Linked DNA regions of Mus musculus: regions 1, 2 and 3 are each linked to region 4. Evidence: chromatin contacts called from public Hi-C and promoter capture Hi-C data. All regions are on one chromosome and are shown on one strand. Each heading gives the region's core, a stretch centred on a gene start, on an enhancer-like site or on the middle of the called end of the contact. The rest is flanking DNA. Distances are from core to core; before and after follow the strand shown. Region 1 holds the start of Cap1 (CAP, adenylate cyclase-associated protein 1 (yeast)). Region 2 holds the start of Ppt1 (palmitoyl-protein thioesterase 1). Region 3 holds the start of Pabpc4 (poly(A) binding protein, cytoplasmic 4). Region 4 holds the start of Zfp691 (zinc finger protein 691).

What was found. Promoter capture Hi-C pulls out the DNA fragments that hold promoters and counts their contacts. Hi-C and Micro-C count contacts between places; a contact is called where the count stands out from the background.
Region 1: a contact with region 4 is called in a Hi-C map of uterus. The contact joins the promoter of Cap1 here to the promoter of Zfp691 in region 4. A contact is called at or near these places in 1 of 39 promoter capture datasets (cranial neural crest) and 1 of 484 Hi-C or Micro-C datasets (uterus).
Region 2: a promoter capture Hi-C map of cranial neural crest shows a contact between it and region 4. The contact joins the promoter of Ppt1 here to the promoter of Zfp691 in region 4. A contact is called at or near these places in 2 of 39 promoter capture datasets (cranial neural crest and pre-B cells).
Region 3: a promoter capture Hi-C map of pre-B cells shows a contact between it and region 4, with 4 times the contacts expected there. The contact joins the promoter of Pabpc4 here to the promoter of Zfp691 in region 4. A contact is called at or near these places in 2 of 39 promoter capture datasets (cranial neural crest and pre-B cells).

Annotation. Positions count from the first base shown.
Region 1 is chr4:122,884,497-122,887,607 of GRCm38.p6, reverse strand. Cap1 (CAP, adenylate cyclase-associated protein 1 (yeast)) reads left to right here and starts at 1,532. Exons shown (of 13, transcript NM_001358035.1): 1 at 1,532-1,794.
Region 2 is chr4:122,834,839-122,837,789 of GRCm38.p6, reverse strand. Ppt1 (palmitoyl-protein thioesterase 1) reads right to left here and starts at 1,563. Exons shown (of 9, transcript NM_008917.3): 1 at 1,411-1,563. The coding sequence starts at 1,534.
Region 3 is chr4:123,281,491-123,284,676 of GRCm38.p6, reverse strand. Pabpc4 (poly(A) binding protein, cytoplasmic 4) reads right to left here and starts at 1,766. Exons shown (of 15, transcript NM_130881.3): 1 at 870-1,766. The coding sequence starts at 1,062.
Region 4 is chr4:119,172,503-119,175,613 of GRCm38.p6, reverse strand. Zfp691 (zinc finger protein 691) reads left to right here and starts at 1,419. Exons shown (of 2, transcript NM_001145936.1): 1 at 1,419-1,476. Ermap (erythroblast membrane-associated protein) reads left to right here. Exons shown (of 13, transcript NM_013848.3): 13 at 1-157.

The sequences.
Region 1 (3,111 bases), core at 283-2,782, 3.7 Mb before region 4:
CCAGCCCAAATGTATTTGTTTGTTTGAGGCAGGGTCTCACTGTGTCTGGAACTCATTATGTAGACCAGGCTGGCCTTGAACTCACAAAATCAACCTGCCTCTGCTTCCCGGGTGCTGGAACTAAAGGTGAGCATTACCACACCTGCCCCTGAAATGAACATATTATAAACGGATGATTTTTGTGCCATAATTTGGTATGTTGTCATTTCTGTTTTAAACAAACTGGGAGTCATAAACTGGGGGAGGCCAGTAAATTGTCCAAAGCACCTTGATCAAAGTCGGGACGCTAGTAAAGGGCTCGGAGTCAGGAATGGAACAACTTACGTCTACAACCAGAGGCACCCAATGCCTCAAATGTTCCCAGATCTATCTATCACTGGGGATGATTAAATTCATTGGTTCTAAGACAGTCAAATGCGTGCTCTGTTTAAAGTTTCAACATCTACTTTGTGACCTTGGCAAGTTATTCAGCTTCCTCATTTGAAGCTCCGAGGATGTAATGGTACCTACCGCAGAGAGTTGCTATTAGGATTAAATGAAAATGGTTTGAGCGCTCAGCACAAGCCTGGCATGTAGTCAGCGCACAGTAAATGGTAGCTATTATTACATGAACTGTATTTGTTGAATGATTGACTCTGGCATATAACACCTGCATTCAACTTGAACGCGGAGTTGTCAGTCATCCAGTCGAAGGGGTAGGAACCATAGCACAGCACTCGCCAATTTTTTTTCTAGAAATAAATCTTTGTGGGAGGATAATGACCGGTTGGAAAGTGTTAAGTCCGGAGGAAACAAAGACGCGATCCCCCGTCTAAGAAGCAGGGAGGCGAAGACTGCCCTGCAGGCTGCAGTTACAGCTCTGAATCGCACACGGGCTCATTAGCAGCCAGCTGGGCATACATAGCTTGGGGCGATGAAGCCTCAAAAGCAAGATTTTTAAGGAATGGGACAAGATCTCCTTTAATTTTGCTCATTTCATTTCAGGGACCACACCCTACAGGGTGGGAGGAAGAACTCCGAAGCCTGAGGCGGAAGCTTAAGCACAGCCACGGACCTGACCATCTATGGTCACAAAACGCACAGAGCAAACAGGAAGTGGGGCGCGAGTGGAAGATTTTCTCCACCTTCCCAGCCCTAGCCTCGGAATCGAGCGAGGGCGAGCATGCCCAGACGCTCAAAGCCTACTCTATTAGCCTCCGCGACCGAGTCCATTGCTTTTCTGTACTACAGACAGGGAAACCAAGGCTTGCACGCCCAGCCAGGGGCGAAATTTGGTCCCGGTCCCCCCAACCACCAGACACTGGGTCTCAGAGCCTTCTAGCCCCACTGTTGTTCCCTGAACCTCTTCCGGACTGAGGCTAAAAACGTAACGACCTCAGTCTCCGAGCACAAATTGACAAAACAAGCAGCCACTCAGCTGTCTTCCTTTGAGGAGGTGGGGCTTGGTTAGGAACTCCAGCTCCTTATTGGTCTGGGCCTCGGGGCGTGACCAACCGTGGACACGCCCCTTCCCCGAGTTTTCCTCCCCCACCTCCCTTGGAGGCGGAGCCCTTTTCCAAACGCTCCTAAGCCAGATTCTCTCTCCGGTGGCGGGGAATGAGGGCGGAGTCACGAGCGGAGCGGCCAAACTTCTTCCTCTCCCCCGGGCTAGCGTTACAGCCAGTGGTTCATTTCCGGTGGGGGTGCCGCGCCCAGTGAGGGCCCGGAAGTGGGTCGCGCGAAGACCGCTGGGCGGTTCTTGCCGGAAGTGGAGAGCGGCTGATCGCAGTCCGGAGGTGAGGCGGAACTCTTAAGGTGAGGGTTGGTGGTTGGATAAGGATTGGGATGGTCTTTGGGGCCCACCGGGTCCTGGCCGTTAGTAAAGGCTGTGCTAGCCTACGCGCGTTTGAGGAGTCTTGCTGAAAGGCCGGGGTTTGGGCCCTTCGGCCATCCCGGGCTCCTGGGTGCGGTCTCTTGAGGTGGGGCTGGGGTACCAGATTGAACCAGGAGGTCTTGGGGAAGCCACTTTCTCCTTGATTTCGCAGCTCTGCCTATCAGCCTCCGCGGAGGCCTGATTCCTAAAGGCATCCTAACCAACTGAATGGACCCTGGGAGACCTTAGAATTTCCTCCTGACCGGGTCTTGTTCCCATTACTCGGATGGGTAACTTGATCTCGGAGAAGAAAAGAATCTGGTTTTAGAGAGAGGTTTCCAGTCCTAGATCCTTCCTTTCCTTGGAACCTCTCTAACTTTCGATCTGGGCAGCTGCAGGTTAAAGGCTATCTGGTAGTAGAACTAAAAAAAAAAAAAAAGTTAAAAATTTGGAATGCCTGTTAAATTTAAGGTAGGCTAGTAAGCCCTGCGTTTACGTTCAGTGAGCTCCCCTTACTCTTAGACTGCCACTGTTCACTCGCAATCCAAGCTAACTTTATGGGAGGTGCTGTCCACTTCTGGATCTGAAGTCAGATGATTCAGGTTGGGTCTGGCACAGTTGCCAAGTGCCTGTGGTCGTAGGATCGCTGTGTTTATTCTGTGTTGGCAACATGGAAAATGTCATCGAATACAGCTTTGAAAAGTCTAGTCATTGCCCCCATCGAGTTAGCAGTGAAAGACAGTTAAGAAATAGTTACAAATGTGGTGAGGGTGCTGTGGAAGGACGCAGCAAGGGAGTCAGAAGCGTTTTGAAAGATCAAGAGGGTGTGTGTGTGTGTGTGTGTGTGTGTGTGTGTGAGAGAGAGAGAGAGAGAGAGAGAGAGAGAGAGAGAGAATATATTAGATAGAGGTTAGTTAGTATCAGAACTGTCAGCTGTAGCTCTTTGTACTGCTTTCCCTTGAAGTGAAAATCCAGGGTTAGAACAGCACGTTCATCATCTGCCAAGCATTTATTGGACCTCAGTATGTGTGAAAACATTTTAGCTTAGGCACTTAGCCCTTCTGGCTAGGAATACACTTGTTCTCTGGTGATATGTACAGTATGGGAGGAACCGGCAAATCAAGGGTGGTTGAGTGTGTGCACTGTGTGAACACAGAGCTACTGAGAACAGGAGAAATATCTGAACCACAGTTCTAGGCAACAATGAGGGACTTAGTGTTTCAAGATTTCCTTAGGCATATAATGAGCCTAGGAAACGG
Region 2 (2,951 bases), core at 314-2,813, 3.7 Mb before region 4:
TTTTGTTCAGTGATCACTTAGGGTATGCATAGACATCTAGTGTCAGAAATAGATCCTTTCAACGTCATTTTTAATTTTAATTATATGGGTCTTCCCATGTAGCTCTGGCTGATGTGGAACTTGCCATGTAGATCATGCAGGCCTCAAACTCGGGGTGTTCCTCCTGCTTCTGCCTCCGGAGTGCTGGGGAGTTACATTCCTAAACTAGCTCTTTACAGTTGCTAGCTAGCACAAAGGGCTTAGAACAGTTCTTTACAAATGTAAATTCTACCACCTCACAAGTTCCTAGTGAAATTCCAAGTCCTTACACTAATCTTAAAAGCCCCAGCATACTTGTCCACCCTCTTATTCCCTTGCTCCCGCTGCTCCTGCTACACTGCTCTGCATGCTAGTCTGCCAAGCTCAGGGCCTTTGCACCTGCTGCTCCTGTGACCACATGTCCCTATGGCATCTTCCCTCGTCCTCCTTTTTTTCTTCTCTTTTTTCCTTCTTTTATTTTTTTTATTGGATATTTTCTTTATTTACATTTAAATGTTTTCCCCTTTCCAGGTCTCCCCATCGGAACCCCCCTATCCAATCCCCCCTCCCCCTGACTCTATGAGGGTGTTCCCCACCCACCCACTCCTGTCTTCCCTCCCTGGCATTCCCCTACACTGGGGCATCGAACATTCTCAGGTTCAAGGGCCTCTCCTCCTACTGATGTCCAAGTCCATCCTCTGCCACATAGGCAGCTGGAGCCATGGGTCCCTCCATGTGTACTCTTTAGTTGGTGGTCCAATCCCTGGGAGCTCCGGGGGGGTGGGGCGGGAGGGAGGATCTGGCCAGTTGCTCCCTCCATGGTGCTGCATCCTCTTAAGCTCTACTCAGTTGTCACTCTTGGGTGAATCCCGTTTCCTGTTCTAACTTGCTCCGTAGAAGCACAAGCTCACACCTGAGGCTCTATCTTCTGTTTTCACTGCACTCCTGGCCATTTGACAAGTTTCCCGTATTTCCTTATAATACGTTTCCCCCACTGGACAGCAAGTTCCAGAAAGATGAGAATGCTTCATGCTCAGGTATAGCAGGTGCTCTGAGGTAACTGTATAAAGGACATGAAGGCCCCTGGTAGATCTCTATTCAGATGTGAAGGAATGAAAGCCTGAGTGTGCAGTCCAGCTCTGCAGGGGCAGGCTGGACTGACTGTGAGATACTGCAGGCTGATGCTACTGCTGCCAGGATTTTAACAAAGCATAAACCAAGCCGTGCACAATACTCACTGAGCACTCACTAAAGACACCTGGTTGTCGTCCCTTCCGTGCAGAGCAACAAATCCGAAAACCTTGGACTAGGCGGGTGCTGTGGAATCCCTATCGTCTTTCCAGATTTAAGAACCGAGGGGGGAAAAGGATGCCCCCGTCCACGCCCACTCACCCATCCCATGCCAGATCACCAGCGGTGGTGGTGAAGGTGGGTCCAGATGCCCCAGGGCCCAGGCGGCGCAGCACCAAGGCAGCAGAGCGGCAGCTAGCAGCCTCCGCGAACAGGACGACGCCATCTTAGCAATCACATGACCGCGGGGACTGTGGACCAAAGTAATTCCGGTGGCCACGCCCCCTGCCGGGCTCTGCATCCTGACAGAGACGTTTATTCATTGCTTAACACCCACCAGACTCTACTATATAAGGGCTTTCCATCTTTTAATTGATCTTATGCACTGCTCTCATTTTACACCCAAGGACGCCTAGGTGACAATTCCCCCTTCCCCCTACGGAACTTTGCCTTCTCTTTCAGCTGTGTATTAGCAGAAAAGAGCTGTTTATTCGCTAACAATTATGTCATTTGCACGTAATTTTAATTCTATGTGTGGGCGTTTCATATGTGTACGGCTCGCGTTCTACAGCGCATGTGTGGAGGCCAGAGAACCGCTTGCAGGAGCGGTCAGAGGGATTGAACTGAGGTCATCCATCAGGCTTGGCTGCAGGTGCTTTCCCCCTAGGAGACTGTTTTTATTTTAGCACATGTGTGAGAAATTAGGTAAGGTCCTCGGAGGCGGAGGCAGAAAACTCTTCAGCACAGTGCCATAGTACTTATAGCCCTTGGAAGAAAAGGCTCAGTGTCGGGACTGGGGAAGGGAGACTTGATTTTCATCCAGGGCAAGTTATATCATGGTGAGGTTTGGTTTGGATCGTAAAGCTAAGATGGGGTTTCAAAAGCTAAAGATGTAATTAGGGAGGAGGAAGTTTGGACTCCTGAAGAGGGAAAAAAGTATCTTATTAAAGATGTAATAAGACTTCCAGGCTGTCATGGACTCTCAGGTATTTCATGTACTAGGAAGATGGGAAACATAGCTACGTCCTATCCAAGCTCCACTCTGGTTTATTATAGCCCAGAGGCTCCTGTCTATGCTCCCACATCTTTTCTAGATTCCCTCAGTGCAGCCTCGGCACCTCAATGACAGTGTCAAACATTTTTTCCCCTAAAAAAGCATTAAAAATGTTTAAAGGAATCTGTTAAATAGGGTGTATTCACGGTACAGTGGGACTCTCTGACACCGGCTTTATAAAGGATGAAGTAGTCTTGTAGAGAGCGACATATGAAAAATCTAGAAGAATAACCGGTTGTGCACCCACATGAAACCCTTCTGTACCACCCCACTGAAACCAGCAGTTACTTAGTAATTGGAAAGCCAATTAAAATACAGGATTAGGATGCATTATACAGTGCACAGTCTGATAAGCGTTGGGCCAGCTAGATTGTTCAGCTGGATAAAACAATGGCCACTAAGCCATTCCTGATCCTTTCCTCTTGAGAACTATGATAGCTTGAGGTTAAAAAAAACAAGTTGTGCAAGCTGTCTTCTGAGCTCTATACACCGACAGTCACATGTCCCCATAGAGACTCATAAACACACAATGTAAACAAATAAATCAGAGTAAAAACAAAGGAAAGCAAAAATAGGCCCGGGGCCAGGA
Region 3 (3,186 bases), core at 517-3,016, 4.1 Mb before region 4:
CCCCAGGATTTCTCTGTATAGCCCTGGCTGTCCTGGAACTCACTCTGTAGACCAGGCTGGCCTTGAACTCAGAAATCAGCCTGCCTCTGCCACCCAAGTGCTGGGATTAAAGGTGTGCGCCACCACTGCCCAGCTCCACTTGGTCCCTTTTAATGTGGAGTAGTTTACAGCCCCCGATTGCGTTTCTGGGCTTATTTTGTGGCTTGCCTGCAGCCTCCAGTGCAACCAGGATGGCAGAACATTCCCTGGCAGCCCAACTTGAGGCAGCACAAGTGAGGCAAAACTGCCCAGTACATTCCATGTGACACCTTCCTAGACTTCCTGGGTACACTCCTCTACATCCTTCGAGCTCCATGCAGTTGAGCAAGTCCCCAAAAGAGAGCCTGGTAGAAACAGCTTGACACTAGCAACTCCCCTCAAGGCAACTGGATGAAACTGCTCTCCTTGCTTTCCACTGCCCTAAAGCCATCCCAAGTCAGTCAGTTCAGGTTAGAGCCCCCAGTTTTGCAACCTACACTTTCAGGTGTCATTTCAATGCACTGAGTGCCAGACCCACTTCTACCTGAGTGGGGCTAGACACACTAGAATACCCAAGTCCCTTTATTCGGATCCCGAATTACACAAATCTCCTTGGGTTCCAACCCCTGCTCTACCCCACCCCCACCCAGTAGCCCAAGGTCATCAGGTTAGCAAGTGGTGGGAGACTGAAGCCAGGGTCATGACCACATGCCTGGCTCATTTTGCTTCCACCCAAGGCTTCTCAGGCAACATGCTGTTATGTTCCCCGGTCCTGGCAGTTTGGCCTCCGCCTTCAGGATTCCCAAGGTCCCCAGGAATCTCCCGAATGTGTGCACACCGCTACTACTCACCGTCAGCTGGCTGCTGGAAGTTGACGTAGGCATAACCCAGAGAGCGCCGGGTGATCATATCGCGACAGACCCGGATGGACAGCACAGGCCCCGCAGGGCTAAACTTTTCATACAGCATGGCTTCGGTGACGTCCGAGTGCAAATCGCCCACGTATAAGGAGGCCATGGGGTAGCTGCTGGCTGCAGCGTTCATCTCCCCACCCCCCACGACCCCGAGCCCCGCCAGGAGGACTTCTAACAAGGCCTACTGCAGGACAAAAGGGGCTCCGAGGAGCTATGGCACGCGCCGCAGCGCACAGGTGGCACCAGCGACGCCGGAGAAGGCTGGAGCAGGGAGGCTCCGAGCCGGGACCCGTGTGCGGGACGACTTGCACGGGACTGCAAAAGCCCCAAGACAAAAGGCTCTCAAAAACAATATGGCCCGCTCCTGGAGTTTGTACTCTCCAGCTGTCCTGGCTTGAGGCTTAAAAAATAAAAATTAAAGTAGGAAATCCCCTCGTAAAGGGGGCAAAAAATTTTCAAGAGGCAATCAGATGCTGCGCTCACGGCCGCCTTGGGAACACGCGTTTCGTGATAAATATAGGCCCCGGACTCCCGGCGGTTTACAGTTACAGCAGCCCAGGAAGGGGGAAACCAAATCTTTGCGGGTGCCGGCGAAGGGCAGTGCGGACACGTGGTGCGGCCAGCCGGGGCGCGGGGCTGCCACGCGGCGCAGAGGCGTGCAGGGGCGGGCCGGGCCGAGGGGGATGGCTCACCACCGGACGGACAGACAGACGCTGACGGACAGGCAGGCCGGAAGCTGTGAAAGTCACTTCCCCACGGGCTCCCAGCACAAGTCGCTGTCTGGTTCTTTTTCTTCTTTTTTTCCCTTTTGCTTTTTTTTTTCCTCTTCTTTTCTTTTCTTTTTTTTTTTTTTAAGGTTTTTGAGGCTTTTGTGTTTTTTTTAAGCTTTTTCTTTTTTCTGCTTCAGGCGTGCTGAGCCCAAACGCAACACTGATGGCTGCGACCCGGGGCGGAGAGAGGCGGCTGGAGCCGCCACCGCTCCATTTATACCCTCCCGCCCCGGGCGCTGCTGGTCGAAGGGCGCCTCGAGACCTGGGCGCAGTCGTGCCCGCCCACTCTGCCCCGGGGGCCCAAGGCGGGGCAGTCACACCAGAGTGACCTGGAGCCGCCCGCAAGGTGTCACAGCGTCCCCTTGCGTTTGGAGGACCAGCAGCACGCACCTGTATGATTCTCTTTCTGCAGTGTATGGATTGAGTCATGTCCTCCCCAAGACCCACACGCAGGTATAATGTTTAAAACATCCATGAAATGCCCAAATCTACACAAAGGGATGCTAAAGTACAGCTACTAGGTGGCCCAATACATGGTTGAGCTGAATACGTAAGACATACGAAAGTTTTAAGAACATATAACCTTGAGGTTGGATTTTGGAGGTCATTAGAAATGGTGGTGGTATCTTAGGTGATGAGACTGTTTTTGAAAAGATGAACAAATCTTGCCAAAGCTTTTATAAAACAAAACGTGACTGTCCGCTCCTGTTTTGTTCTGGTGGCACGCCTACAGCTTAGTTTGTGCAAAAGGAGAAGAGGAGAAGAAAGGTGTATTTGGGCTCATGGTTCTTGTATAAGGGAGCTATCTCTAGTGATGTCCTTACAAGGCATCTCGTGGCGACTCATGGCACAACACAAAGAGAATGCATCTGTGCATGTGAAACAATGTTTTTGTTACTATGTAAACGCTAGTTAAGAGTTTACGCTTAGATGATGAAGGGTAATCATTGACTTTTTACCCAAATGAAGGTTTCACTGACCATTTGAAGATCATGTTATCTCATGAGACTAAATATGTGGAGTTATAGCAGTATTTCCTTACTCCATAAGTGCCAGGGACCATTTTTTTTTCTATCCTTATATTCACTCAAACCAGAAATTAGCAAAAGCTAGACAGATACTCGTCTACTGGTTGAAGCAAACAATTGAGGAAATATAAGTATTTAATCAATCAATTCATTCCAATAAATGGCTAATCAGAGCTCCCCCCCCAGCAGATGCCATGGTTGCCATGGTTACCATGGTATACAAGTAAGAGTCCCTCCTTACCTCTGAGAATAATTTCTGGTGACTATATTAAATAAAGAAGCCTTGCTAGGTGTAGTGACTCACACCTTTAGTCTCAGCACTTGGGAGACCGATCCCCCCTGAGTATTTGTGACCAACCAAATGGATATTGCAAGTTCCAAGCCAGCCAGGGCTACATAGTGAGACCGGTCTTTTAAAAAAAAAAAAAAAAAAGCCGGGCGTGGTGGCGCACGCCT
Region 4 (3,111 bases), core at 170-2,669:
ATGAAATATACCCTTTAATACTTATTGCTTGGTATGTTGTCTTCATTATGAAAGAGGCTGTGGAGAAAACACATTACGGGGTTGGTTTCTGAATAGCTCAGCCACAATTCAAGCAAACTTTAGACATCATTCATAATAAACCCAGTTTTACTCCTGAGTCTGACTTTTGATGTTTTATTTTTATCAATTTATAAACTAATAGTGTGTAATAGATACTTACACGTCACACACATCCTCAGCTCCAAACATAATTGCTTGAGTAGCCAATCCTATTGGCTAACTAACTCATGCTAGTCTTACCTATTGAGAGAATTTACCAATAGAGAATAGAGCTATTTGTAGAAGCAGGAAATGTTTGTCTGTGTGTCTGCCTATTTGTCTGACTGTCTGTCTATCCACTCAGTCCTTATATCCTTACAATAGTTGTGCTAGGAATTTTATAGAGGAGAGAGGTGGGATTATAAAACTTGACCCTCTCTTTTTTCTTTCCTGATTTTGTGTGTGTGTGTGTGTGTGTGTGTGTGTGAGTGTGTGTTCTTGTGTGCAGGTTCTCAAATTGTCCAGAATTGGGCATTGGATCCCTTGGATCTGGAGTTACAGGTGGTTATAAACTACCTGATGTGGGCGCTGGGAATCCAGGTCCCCTGAAAGAGCTGTAAGTGTTCTTAATCACCGGGTCATCACTAGCTCTAAAGCTTTACCAGCTACAAAGACAACCATTGAAAGACCACACAAACAGGAAAAGCTCGTAGTTAGCTTACACATCAACTTTCTTTATCCTCTTTATCTTTCAAGTTCTTAATCTTTATTGTTCTTCAAAATAAAATCTGGGAAAAACAACAACCAGCCAACCAAACAAAAACCATCTCTGGATAACTTACTGGTCTATTATATCCAGATTGATGCGAGACTTTTGGGTTAACAGGATCACATAGGACACAGAAAAAAAAAACCAAAACCTACGTTGGGCCACTGGCCGACCTGGCTGGAGGTCATTCCTTGGGAGAGGACACTTAGCTTCTCGGACAAAGAGATCGAACTACTTTATTTTTAAATTCCTTTCCTGGTACATGTCCTTTTAATTTTAAACTATAAACTTTAAATGAACTGCGAGGTTTCTATCGAGGGCCACCGCTTCAAAAGACAAAAAGAAAAGAAACCTGATGACCTTAGAAGTGATGACAGCTTCACCGCTGAGTTCTGAACTGGGCAAATGTTTTCAGCGAAGCAAACCTCCGAACTACAACTCCCAGCATGCCGCGCACTAAACCAATGTTTATTGGCCGTCCTACTAGGTCTTGTGCAGTGTGACAGTTAGTATAGCCAATAGAGAGGAAGAACGTTCCCAGGATCCAATCCGAACGCTGTGAAGGCGGATCCTCTCTGGGTTCCGGCTCCGGCTCCTTCCCCCGCCCACCGAGGCGCCGCTGTCCCTGACCGAGCCGCGGGAGTGAAGTGGGTCGCGGCTGTGTAGAGGTGACGTGGGGGTTATGGGGGAGGCGAACGCGAGGCACGGGGCGCTTCGAGCCTGGCCCCTTCGCTCTTGCGAAGGCCTTGAAGGCTGATGTTTGGGAAGTTGCTGTTTTGCGAGTCCCAAAGGCCGCCGGGTACCGTGTGTCCCTCCGCTGCGATCACGTCCCCAGTCCTCGGATGACCCAGTCTTACTACCCTCCCTGCCTTACTGTTGGCCTTGGACCACTCCATGCCCCTCCCACACACCGTGTCTTTAGAGTCGCCCCTTGTACTCTTCCAGCTCCAGTCCCAACCTCATGGACATCTCTGAACCCAACTCTCGTCCTTCAGCTTTCCCAGCTGACTCCTCCAGCTTTATCCTCCTTCCCCACTTAACTAGGCTCTTTGGACACTGCTGCAGCCTTTGTCCCCTCTCCCAGGCCACCTCAGATTCTTTGGCTCCTTTGATGATCCGTCTCTGAATCGCTATGTAGCTCCGGTGAGTGCTTCCTTAATTTTTCACACTCTGTCCCCGGTCCTTCCAAGTTACTCCCGGTACCCTTGACTCGAACCCGGATCTAGAACTTTAATCTTTCGGACCCCAGCTTGGTCTCTTCCTTCTAATCCAGGCTCTTGTCCTTCATCGTCTGTGATCACCAAGCCTCATCTTCTTGCCTTGTTCTTAGAACTCATCCCTCCTCCGCACTCTTGCTGGCGACTCTGTGCTGCTGAGCTCCGAGGAAGAAAACCCCACATGCACTAGGTCTCTTCTCCCTCCGATCTTTGTAATGCAAGGTGACTTTGTGTTATTTCCACACTGCCTTTTCAGTCAGGGATGGACTCTCCGTCTCTGCCAGCCTTGGTCCTGCTCATCTGTCTATTTTGCAAGTCATAGTTTAAATTTCACCTCTTCAGTGAAGCTCCCTCCCTGCCCTCTTCAGAGAGGTGCCTTCTCATTTCCTAAGTGCCGTAGCACCGTCTCTACCTCCAGTCCTGGTGGAATGGTTAAAAACCTCAGCTTTGGAGGAATCAACTTGGGCTTCAGTTTTGCCACCTACTGTGTGCTCTTAGGCACGTGACTTGATTTCTCAGAGTTTCAGTTTCATCATTTCTAAAGTAAGTATGAGAAATTAATAGTTGAGCTAGATGTAGCGGCTCATGCCTTCAACCCCAGCACTCGGGAGGCAGAGGTGCTGTAAAAATGAATTGAGATGGTGCATTGGACCGCTTAGCCCTAGGTCGAGTGCTCTGTAGGACCTTTAAAAAATATGAGCTGTTATGGGCTACTGTGTAATATGCCATATGCAGTGCTGGCCAGAAAGAATGGGTGTATGTACTGCCTGTTCCCTGGAACTTAACCTTGCATATTATGTTCAACTTGGTCGGTAGTGTCTTTACCTACCGAGTCATTTTTTTTTCAGCTCAGTTTTTAAAATGTATTATATGTATGTGTGTGCACCTGAGTATGTGCACCACATGTGTGCAGGTGCCTGTGGAGACCAGAACCTGTAGCAGGAACTACAGGCAGGTGTGAGCTACCTGATCTGGGTACTAGGAACTGAATCTGAGTCCTCTACAAGAGCACCAAGTGCTCTGAGCCACTGAGCCAGCTCTTCAGCCCCAACTCAGTCTTTTTTAAAAAATTTGTTTGTTTGTTTG